Linked DNA regions of Danio rerio: region 1 is linked to region 2. Evidence: chromatin contacts called from public HiChIP or PLAC-seq data. All regions are on one chromosome and are shown on one strand. The core of a region is the stretch at or near the end of the contact, and the rest is flanking DNA. Distances in the headings are between cores, read along the strand shown. Region 1 holds the start of elf3 (E74-like factor 3 (ets domain transcription factor, epithelial-specific)). Region 2 holds the start of usp49 (ubiquitin specific peptidase 49).

Evidence for each region. HiChIP or PLAC-seq counts read pairs in DNA pulled down with a chosen protein or histone mark.
Region 1: an H3K4me3 HiChIP or PLAC-seq map of gastrula embryo shows a contact between it and region 2, with 4 times the contacts expected there. The contact joins the promoter of elf3 here to the promoter of usp49 in region 2. A contact is called at or near these places in 2 of 4 datasets of contacts at active chromatin or transcription factors (embryo and gastrula embryo).

What each region holds. Positions count from the first base shown.
Region 1 is chr22:675,261-681,606 of GRCz12tu, reverse strand. It overlaps elf3 (E74-like factor 3 (ets domain transcription factor, epithelial-specific)), which reads right to left and starts at 1,954. Exons shown (of 9, transcript XM_002666100.5): 1 at 1,854-1,954; 2 at 1,624-1,766; 3 at 1,032-1,262; 4 at 480-626; 5 at 281-391; 6 at 102-188. The coding sequence starts at 1,759.
Region 2 is chr22:582,429-588,093 of GRCz12tu, reverse strand. It overlaps usp49 (ubiquitin specific peptidase 49), which reads right to left and starts at 1,262. Exons shown (of 6, transcript NM_001044896.1): 1 at 420-1,262. The coding sequence starts at 1,262.

The DNA.
Region 1 (6,346 bases), core at 705-3,204, 93 kb before region 2:
AGTCCTGACGACACATGTCGGCCTATTCAGGTGAAACTCTGCAGGTAGATCGCCATGCAGGAGTGAGGTGGAGCAACTGTAGACGAGTGAGAGGAACTTACTGGAGCTGATGGAGTAAGGAGTCTCCGAGTATTCAGGGTCAGAATCACTGCTGTTGGACTCAGGTGAGCTCGGGTTCAGGAAGCTGCCTACACAGGACAAACCGAAGTACATGTTCAATAATGTTCGTTCACAGAGCGCCCTTGACCTGAGTTGTTTAGGTTTTAGTGGGGATTCTTACCAGCATGGGAACTCTGAAAGCTCTCCGTGAGAGAGTCGTAGCCGTGGTCACTCTCTGGGGTCAGCTGGCTGGTGTACTCATCGAAGTAGCTGTATTTGGCGTCTGAATTGTCTGCAACAAACAATTTTAAATGTTACTCCCAGTAGGGATAGACCTGCTCTCTGGGGGTTTTTTGTCTTGAGTGGGATTTGCGGCTCACCTGTTGGAATTGTAGACTGGACCACCACAGTTTCCAGCAGAGGCCCCAGGCCTGGTCCATGCATGGAGGGAAATGAGTTCTGCAGGATGTTGTCTAGTAGCTCAAACTCGGATTCGCTCAGGACGGTGTTCTCAGATAGGTCATTAACTAGGGATGCAACAAAAAGATTGTTAATGCATGCAGCCACCAAAAATCAGAACAGTTTACATCCTTAAGAGCGTTTGTGGATAAATTCAAAGCTGAAGTAGTTCAAGAGTGCATTACAGCTGCATATCACCCCGCTGAATGAGTTCAATCACAACTACCACAGTCAAAAATCACAACAAAACACAGCAGCAGGAGGAGATGTGGAGGACACTAGTGCTACACACAGGAGATGATTAAGGACAAAACAATGAATCCCTAACAGATGCTTTTACATTGATTCCAGGGCATTGAATTCTTAGTAAATCATGAGGTTTAACGGCCACATCAGCACCTCAGGTGTGTGTTACTTCCAAATAGTTCAACATCAATTACTAAACAGCAAGTTTATCTACAACAGTTACTCACCATATCTCGCCTTCAGGCTCTCCAGACTGTGGTGTAGCAGATTGCCCAACTCCGGCCCGAACATGCTCATCAGCGCTTCCTTGGATGTTGCGCAAAGTGTGAGCCCATCCATGGTGCAGTAGTTCAGATTCAGCAAGCCGGCGTCGAATCTGCTCTCCTCCACGTGAAAGCCGATCCACTCCAGAACGTTCTGCCTGCTCCACATCTGCGGGTTCACCTGGTCCCAGGAGCCTGCCGGAGAACGGGAGCACATTTAGCCTCAATCACACCTGACATGACGAGACGCCTCTAACAATAGAAGAATAGCCGCTCAGGTTTACTGTCTCCAGGGCCGCAGCTTCTGTTGTGTGTTTAACTATCGGTTGTGTTGACACCCTGCAGGTTTTGATCGCATTGTCAACAATGGCTGAAAGAGCCTAACGAAAGCATTCCTGCACGTCTGCTGCGGGCCCGAGTTAAACATTGCCTGGGTTAATTATTCACGAGGTCAGACTGAGGGATTATCAGCATGTCTGAACTCTCGTTTAGGTGATGGGAAACATCCCTGGCGAGGATGAGAGCCGTTATTGAGTGAGCAGGAGTGCACTCTTACCTAATGTGCTGTTGCTGTTGAAGGTGATCTCGGAGAGATGCGGTGGTCTGCACATGCTCAACAGGCTGGCCTGCGGCTCAGGGTACAGGTTGGCATTGGCGTTGTTGAGAATTAGACTAAGTTCGCTTGACGCCATGAGGATCCTGCGTGATGGAAAGCAACGCCAATTTAGAATTCAGAAATACACGTGTTTTTGTGTAGAAATATGATTTAAAATGCTGATTAGTTACCAGTTGTGGTGGTCAAAGATTGTTTTCCAGGTAAAATCCCAGTGTGAGAGCTGCGTCAGTAATAATCCAGTCAGTGAGAGATCTGCTTTAGCATTGAGCGTTCTGCTGCACCTGCTCCTCGTGTATTTATAGGGCTGAAATGGGCACGGCCAGGTATGGAATCGGGGGCGGGGCCAGGTGAGCACAGTCTCAGGGAGGGGGAATTCCAGCGAATGTCTCTCTCTCTCTCGCTCTACCACTCACGCCTCGGGTTTTTTTCCTCAGAATGGCTCTTCAGACCTTGAAACATGAACTTGAAACTTGACAAGGCAGCTAACATCAACCCAGAGATAAATACCAGCAAATAGTATACCACTGACACATTTACCATGAGAGTTCACACACACACACACACACACACACACACACACACACACACACTACGCATACTCCATTTCTTTTTCTTTCTCACAGACACACACCTGACATAAACCCCCAATACACACACACACACACACACACACACACACACATACACAAACACACACTCCCCCCAAACACAGACACACTGAACACCACACACATACACACACAAACACACACATACACACACACACACACACACACCTTACATAAACCCCCCAATACACACACACATACATGCACACACACACACACACACACACACAATCTTCCCAAACACAGACACACTGTACACCACACACACACAATCACAAACACACACACACACACACACACACAACTCATATGCACATGACAACACAAACACGCAATCACAAACACACTCACAGCCAACCCCAAAACATACACACACACACACACACAATCTTCCCAAACACAGACACACACTGCACACCACACACATACACACACAATCATTAACACACACACACACACACACAATCTTCCCAAACACAGACACACACTGCACACCACACACATACACACACAATCATTAACACACACACACACACACACACACACACACACACACACACAACTCATATGCACATACCAACACAAACACGCAATCACAAACACACGCACAGCCCACCCCAAAACATACACACACACACACACACACATACACACACACACATACACCCGCACACACACACACACACATACACACACATACACACACACTCTTCATATACACCCACCCCCCCTTCTTTCGCTCGCTCACACACACACACATACACACACACCTCATGCACATCCCAACACACACACATGCAATCACACTCACACACCTCAAGTACACCCACTCAACCCACACACCACCCCCCCCCCCAAACACACACACACTGCACACCAGACACACACTCACACCAACCATGCACACACACCTCACACCACCTATATTACACACACTCTTTCTGTCACACACACAGCACACCACACAAACACACGCTTCACACATGCACACAGCCCCTCCAAACACACATACACACACCTCACATCACATACACACACACACTTCATATACACCCACCCCCCCTTCTTTCGCTCGCTCACACACACACACACACACACACGCACACACACTTCACACACACATTGACCTATTCTCTCAACCCGTCCTGGAGGGATGAAGTCATTTCTGTCAATATTTACCATCTGGTGTGTGTGTGTGTGTGTGTGTGTGTAACAGGTTTCGGTTTGGTGCTGTTTCTGTGTGTTTATTTTGCGTCTCCACACATGGCTGAGTGCTTTAGTTGTAGATGTGAGGTGATCAACACTTCTCCGTCATTGTGAACTCTGAATATGGACGTTTTGAAGAGCTGGACTTCAGTGGAAGGGTTGCGTTGTGCAACACTGTTCATCATCAGAGTAAATACCACAGCATATTCAGCTATTACACACACTATAGCCATGTTGACACTTCTATTTTTGCACAATTGGAGCTATAAATAGCAGCGGTGTGTGATCCAGATTTAGGTTTTTCCATGTTATTCTTTTCACGTATTTTACTGCTGATATAACTGCGGACTTTTTTCCGCTTCTTGTCAACGTCACGAGAATGAGCGGTAAAGAAAAGACGTCTTGGAATGTAAATGAACAGGTTCGAAGAGAAATCAGACCGCAGGACTTTCCATGAGGTGTCAAACACACACACACACACACACACACACACACACACGAACTCTCTTAGCCTTGTTTAACGTGATGTTGATTAAGCGCTCGCTCTATAGAGGAGAAAGTGTCAACATTTTCAATCAAGTCAATCAGTCGTGAGTTTATGTAGCGCCACATTTAAGCCTGACATCGAGATGTGTTTTCACCAGTGAGCGACTCTATATGTAGTTTCACACTGGGTTTGATTGGACTAGGTCTGCATGATATTGAAATAATATCGTTATTGCGATAATACCATATTCAATATCCATATCGTAGAGAAGTACAATAAATTACGTTACATTTCATTGCTTATTTATGCAAATTTGACCAAATTGAGTTTATCGTCCAGTTAAGTTCAATTAATCATGAGTTTATGTAGCGCCACATTTATACCTGACGTCGAGATGCGTTTTACCAATGAACGACTCTATATAGAGTTTTATATTGGATTGGTTTGCGTTTGTATTGCAATAGCTTAGGTCTCCACAATATATCACAAAAATATCGTTATCACGATAGTAGTATATTCAATATCCACATCGCAGAGAAGTGCAATAAATTTATTTTATTTGCATTTCATTGCTTATTTATGCAAATTTGAACAAATTAAGTTCATTAAGTCCAGTTAAGTTTAGTCAATCATGAGATATCGAGCTGCATTTTCACTTATGAGCGACTCTATAGGATTGGTTTGCATTCGTATTGCATTACTAGGTCTGTATATCGGATAAATATCGTTATCGCGATAATAGCATATGCTAATCTTAACTTATTTATTGAGAACTTAATTTATTACACTTCTCTGTGATATGGATATTATATATTTTATTATCGCGATAACAGTATTTCTCTGATATATCGTGCAGACCTAGTAATGCTATACAAACGCAAAGCTACCCAATAGAGTAGCTCATAAGTAAACATACATCTCGATGCCAGGCATTAATGTGACGCTACATAAACTCATGATTGATTAACTTGACTAAACTTAATGATCCTAATTTATTGCACTTCTCTGCGATATGGATATTGAATATACTTTTATCACGATAATGATATTATTTCAATATATCGTGGAGACCTAATCCAATCTAATATGTAAGCAAATCATTCCAATAAGACAAATAAAAAAAACGTTTTGTAGTAGATTGGATTAGGTCTCTACGATTTATCATAATAATTTTGTTATCGTGATAATAATATATTCAATATCCATATCGCAGAAAAGTGCAATAAATTAAATTAATTTTATGTGCATTTTATTGCTTATTTATGCAAATTTGACCAAATTTAGTTAATTAAATCCAGTTAAGTTTAATCAATCTTCAGATTTTGCGATGCATTTTTTTTTTTTTTTACCTATGAGCGTTTCTGTTGGGTTGGTTTGCATTCGTATTGCATTTCTAGGTCTGCACGATATATCGGTAAAACATCATTATCACAATAATAGCATACGCAAATCTTGATTTATTTATTGTGAACTTAATTTATTACACTTCTCTACCATATGGATATTGAAAAGCTATTATCGCGATAATAATATTTCTCAGATAAATTGTGCAGACCTAGTCCAATGCAATACAAATGCAAACCCACCCAATAAGTAAGTAAACTTGCATCTCGATGTCTGGCATAAATGTGGCGCGACATAAACTCATGATTGATTGACTTGAGTAAATGTAATGAACCTAATTTATTGTCCTTCTCTGCGATATGGATATTGAAAATACTATTGTTGCAATATTGATATTATTTCGATAAACCAACCCAACTACATATAGAGTCGCTCATTGAGATGCATTTTGGCCAATGAGAGACTCTATATATAGTTTCACACTGGATTGGATTGAGTTTGTATTGCATTGGATTAAATCTGTACGATGTATCGAAAAAGAATATTGCTATCGTAATAATAGTATATTCAATATGCATATAGCAGAGAAGCGCAATAAATTGCGTTTGTGAAGTTCAATCAAGTCAGTTAATCATGAGTTTCTGTAGAGCCACATTTATGAGTGACATCGAGATGCGTTTTCAAAAATGAGCGACTCTATATATAGTTTCACATTGGGTTAGTTTGCGTTCATATTGCATTGAACGAGGTCTGCACAATTTATCGAAAAAATATTGCGATCATTCATTCATTCATTCATTTTCTTTTCAGCTTAGTCCGTTTATTAATCTGCGGTCGCCTCAGTGGGATGATCTGCAAACTTATCCAGCATATGTTTTACGCAGCGGATGCACTTCCAGCTGCAACCCATCACTGGGAAACGCCCATACACTCTCATTTACACGCATATGGACAGTGTAGCTTACTGAATATTGTGATAATAGTATATGCAATATCCAAATCGCAGAAAAGTACAATA
Region 2 (5,665 bases), core at 13-2,512:
TTGTCATGTGTTAATTTGGTCTACGACATTGAAAATTGTTTATTTATAGGCCTTTCGTTCGTTAACTGTACAGTACGGCTCCATTTGTAAACATCAATTAATTTTAAAGTCAATTTAATTCGCCTAATAATGCATGAAAATCTGAAGTCGTAATCATTTTATCAAATTGAGTTATTAAAATTCAGTTCTAATAAAAAAAAATTAAATTTAACAACTATAATATGGCTATTTCTTACTGTTGGTTTTAGTGTATTGGCTAAAGTTTACTAATGAGATTTTAAAGTAGTGTAATTTAATTTGTTTTAAATACTCTGAACGTACATACAAAATACGTCAATATCGTGAAAATACCGTATATCACGATAAAAGCATTAGCATCAATGAAATTACAAGAAAATTGATACTGGCAGAAGGCTAACCTGTAGGATGGAGTTCATGTAGCATGTATTCCCGAGATTGCGCAGTCCTGTAACTCCGGGCGCTAGTTTCCTGCGTCGCGCAGATTGTGAAGCATGATAGCGGTGCAGGCGTGCAGTACGGCGGAGCGGTTTCCGCGAAAGAGTCTTTGCAGATAGCGTCAATAACTGTTTGGGCGCTGCAGGAAGTCGCTCTGGAGGGTCGCGGAACTTCCGTGGTATTAGCGCGATTGTTGGACGCGGAGCCTGGGTTAGCAATCGCGCACTTTTTCTAGGCGGCACATTGGCTAATTCTCCTAGCAGTCTTTTTTTGACTTCTTTACGCTGGCGTCGTTTTTCCTCTCGCTCCTGTTCTTGTTTTTCCTCGCGCTTCCTGTGCTCTTCCTGTTGCCGGCTAATCCAGTAGCGAAGTGCGCTTTTGAGAAGAGTTTTCCGCCGGTGCCATAACGCCGTCTGCATCGCGCCGTCTCGCGTAATCTCACACACTCTCAATCCGCCATCCGTCACTGACGAACGCAGGGAACGCTGGCCAGGGCTGCGGACGGTGGACAGCGCCCCCCGCAGGAGCTTGAGATCGCCCTCCACGTTATCGTTCAACACGTAATCTCCGCACGCAAAGCAGAAGACATCCAGCTCGCGTACATCCATGGCTAGCGGATGCTGAGTCTGCTGGTAGTGGCTCCGTGAGTGCTCCTCCATGTAGCGTCCGCAGGCTACGTGCGTGCACTTCAGGCAGGCCCACACGGACTCGGTGGTATCGCAGTCCACGCAGCGCCACATCTGCGGGTTGAGGATGGAGTGGCCGTGGCCCAGGCGGAACCGCACCACGTGCTTACAGCGATCCATGGGTCCTCCCAACACGCATGTGCAGTCGCAGTCAGGAACCACACGCCATGGCCTCGCTCATCCTAAGGAACAAAGTCATGTTTAGATAAAGTAACGAATAGAAGGGAAATGCGTCACATGTTTATTTTCAGGCCATGAGATCCAGAGCAATATATGCGTAATGAAAGATCAGTCACGGTTTTGTATTGTTTAATTAACTAACATCTACATGACGTACAGTATTTAATAACGATACACTGAATAAGACAAATATAGTATTAGATTTCTTTGTTCATTTTTATAAATATAATGAATCACAACATTGACGGAGATTTGAGATATTTAGTTTGCGTTTGTTCTGTCTGCACCCACCCCAATCCTAAAGCGACACCCTATTGTGCGTTAACACCGGTGGGAGCGTCAACGTAGCAATTTTCATTAGGAGCTAGCGACAAGCTCTGCCGAAAGCGGAGCGGCCTGTTTTGGATGCTGAGATTGTGTTTTCATTTTGATCAATATAATAAAACATTTTTGACTGTAGATTATGATATTTAACTCATGCTTGTTCGACCTATTGTGTTTGCGTCTACAACCAATCATAAACCAATGCCTTAGGACAAGTTCACAGCGTCAACGTAGCCAGAAATCTTTCAGTTTCGTTGGGAGCCTCCGGCTAAAGTGGCGCATTTTGAACCTAAAACAGAGTTTAAAATCTGGTACATTTCATGGTGATGAGCTATGACACGTCAATTAATGAGCTATCCCAAATATCGTCCACATAACGTCTACACAATGCTTCCAACACATAAATACTTTACTTGGTCGGGCCACCTAGGTATATTTAGTCTTTTTTACTATTATTAACATCCTTCTACACCGCTACAATTTTTACAACATCTTTATCGTTATCCTTGGTGTGAACAGGACCTCTTGTGTTTTATTAACGTCTACACCCACCCAGGGCCAGAGCAAGCTGAACTGCCACTCTAGGAAAAGGACGGTCACTCCGCGGATGCTGCCCTCTCTATTCTGCCGCCCTACACGCGGATATAACTGAGGGCATTGGTGGTGAGGGTAGTGTCGCAGACGCCGGCCTCTCTATTCTGCCCCCCTAGACGCGGATATAACTGAGGGCACGGGTGGTGAGGGTAGTGTCGCGCACGCCGGCCTCTCTATTCTGCCACCCCAGACGCGGATATAACTGAGGGCACGGGTGGTGAGGGTAGTGTCGCGGACGCCGGCCTCTCTATTCTGCCCCCCTAGACGCGGATATAACTGAGGGCACGGGTGGTGAGGGTAGTGTCGCGCACGCCGGCCTCTCTATTCTGCCACCCCAGACGCGGATATAACTGAGGGCACGGGTGGTGAGGGTAGTCTCGCGGACGCCAGCCTCTCTATTCTGCTGCCCCAGACGCGGATATAACTGAGGGCACGGGTGGTGAGGGTAGTGTTGCGGACGCTGCCCTCTCTATTCTGCTGCCCTAGGCGACTGCCTAGGTCACCTCTATGGACGCGCCGGACCTGCACCCACCTCAACCCTACACCTACCCCTTACCGTTATGAATAATGAATGAATAAACAGTATTCATTGCTGTAGTGCATCACAGAAATGACACGTGTACATTCTCATTAGCCGTAGCTGTAACACTCATTAACATACTCGCGGTGTCAGTCGCTCCTACTTGAAGACCTTTGATCTAGTGGTCTGAATCCAGTGTGGCCTGAAACATGCAGGTCTGCGGCTGGATATTATTGGTTGAAGAACTTACTGTGAGAAATGGTGCGTTGTAGCATCAGAGCGGACGCGTCCTGCTGCTATTCAGAATATAGGTCGTCATCGTGCGGATCAAACACTGCAAACGAAAAACACATTATTCACACAGGCTTTTAATGGTCCGATCTTCTGCATGACACTGGGAAAATAAACGACATAGTAAAAACGATATTTACCATTTCCCTAGAGAAACTATTTTTATTTAAACTTTTTATAAGCTAAACATTTTTCTGATCTCAACGTCAAATTAAAAATAATATCAAACAATGACGTCTGTGCAAATATTTAGGCATTTCATAAACCCTATGAAAACCCGTAAACGGAAATTCTGACTCTGATTAGCTATTATTTTTCAGCTCTACATTCGCCTTTTGGGTGCTTAAGCCAATAACAGATCAGCACCTCCAGGGGAGGCGGGGATAAAGATATTAAGTCTCCATCTAATTGGTCAAAACTGAATAAACGACCTAATGATTGGCATGTAACTTACTGGACCTTTCTGCGATAAGGAAACTGCGTATACTAGTATCGTGATCACGTTTTTCATTATAGAGTATAATGAGCTGATTCTGAGCCTACGATTACATTAGTGTGCTTTCGTTTAAAAAAATTTGCTATATAACAGTCACGCCTGGCGTCCACACTACTGCGACATCTTCGTTTACTGAATACTGAAAACATTTAGTCTGAAAAAGTGGTTACGTTTTAGTGTAGATCGTAGATTTTTAAACTGGAGGCGTGGCTATCCATAACCATGCTCTGATTGGTTCTTCTAGACTACTGCGCATCTTTCCCTCCAGTCATTTAACTAATAAACAAGCAGACAACAAAAACGCCACTTGCGTTCACGCAACTCCGCCATCTTCATTGTGAAAACACTTGAGACTTCGTTTAGTCTGAAAAAGCGTTTGCGTTTTAGTGTAGACTCATAAAATCGCACTTTTAAATTAGGGGCGTGGCTAACCACTCTGATTGGTTCTTCAGGAATGTAGCGTCTTCAATTCGTCAAGCTCCAATCATGACTAAAATACGCAGCCAGTAGACATTAAAAAATGTCGTTGTATGCATGTCTTGTAGTCGACTAGATACAGACTTCAGGTCACTCCAGCGTCTTCGTGTTAAAGTGTTTTAGACGCATCAATTCGTAGACTTGAATTGGAGGCGTGGCTATCCACAATTGTGCTCTGATTGATTCTTCTGGACTATTGAATCCCTGATTCGTCAAGCTCTGGTCATGACTAATATATGTAACCATTAGACAACAACAAGATACACACTTGCCTATTGTGTGTGAATGCTAACATGATGTGTTTTACCAGTATCATCTGAACATGCCAGTGTGGACGGGATTCTGAAACGCACTAGTGTAAATGCACCCTACGTGTGAATTAAATGTTATATACTGAACATATACATGATGTGTGTATTGTAGTGTGTTCTTGTAGTCAAGCAAGAGTTCTTTGTGTGTGTATATGCAGAGTCTTGAGTGTTTGTGTCACAATGCAGTGTGTGTACACTTATATGAGTGTGTGTTCCTGAGTTACGAGTGTGTGTCTGTCTGTTGTTTGAGTGTGTGTGTGTGTGTGTGTGTGTGCTAACCGCTAGCGCTACTCACAGAACAAAAGACGCTCCGCCGGGAGACACGCGGAACCCGCGGCAGCTGCGGATCCGGGAGGTTCCGGTACCGGCGCTCGATCGGTGTGTTAATGTGTCTGTGTGTGTGTTTATACCGGCGCGAGAGATCTGTTACTTTAAACCCGCAGAACAAAAACCAGCAAGAGCCGCAGACACATAATAAACTCACACCGGAACCCACCGACCGGCTTTTTAACGGCTCCGCCGTGCGAGTCCTCCGCGTAACAGCCGGTATAACGCGCTTGCCTAGTTTAATCGCGATTTATATTTGCGTGCTTTTTTTACGCTCGCTTTCGGCTGTTATTTACCGCCATCATCCGCACGCGCGAGCTGTCACCATTTTCAACGCAACCGAACTCGCCCACCGCGGCATCACTGCGCTCTGATTGGCCGAGGAGCCGTCAATCACCAGCAGAACCGGTTTTGATTGGTCGCAGTGACGGAGATAAGCCGGCTTTTCATCGGCTGTGCGGATGTCCGTCAGGTTTTAAAGCTCCAGAGGCGGGGTCAGATGGACAGATTAACCTTGTGCTTTTCATTATAACACAGCCTTTTCTGATTGTTTTACTAAAAAATATAAGTGTACTTATATAAACGAGTGTATAAGCAATTAATACTTCCCCACGGATGGAAAAACTACAATAAAAAGCGATCAAAAGAGTGTAAACTGCTCAAGTATGGACTTTCCCGTTTATAATAGTAAAGTAGCCTGCATACTAAAGCACCGGGTGTTACCCAGCATGCACTGCAACTGCGGTCAAATCAAATCGAGCTCTAGATTGAGTGTCAATAATAAATAATAATGAGCGAAATGTGTGTTGGAGAGGGAATATTCACTGCATTAGCACATATTGTGCATTTGTGTATTCATTATTGCGCAGTTTAGCGTCTCAAAAGTATACTAACAGTCTGAATATTACATGATTGGTCAGCTGGTCATCTTTAAATTGGATTGAATACTTTTCCACTTGTTTGTGCTGTATAATGGTGTAGTGTGTGTGTGTTCTAATTTTAG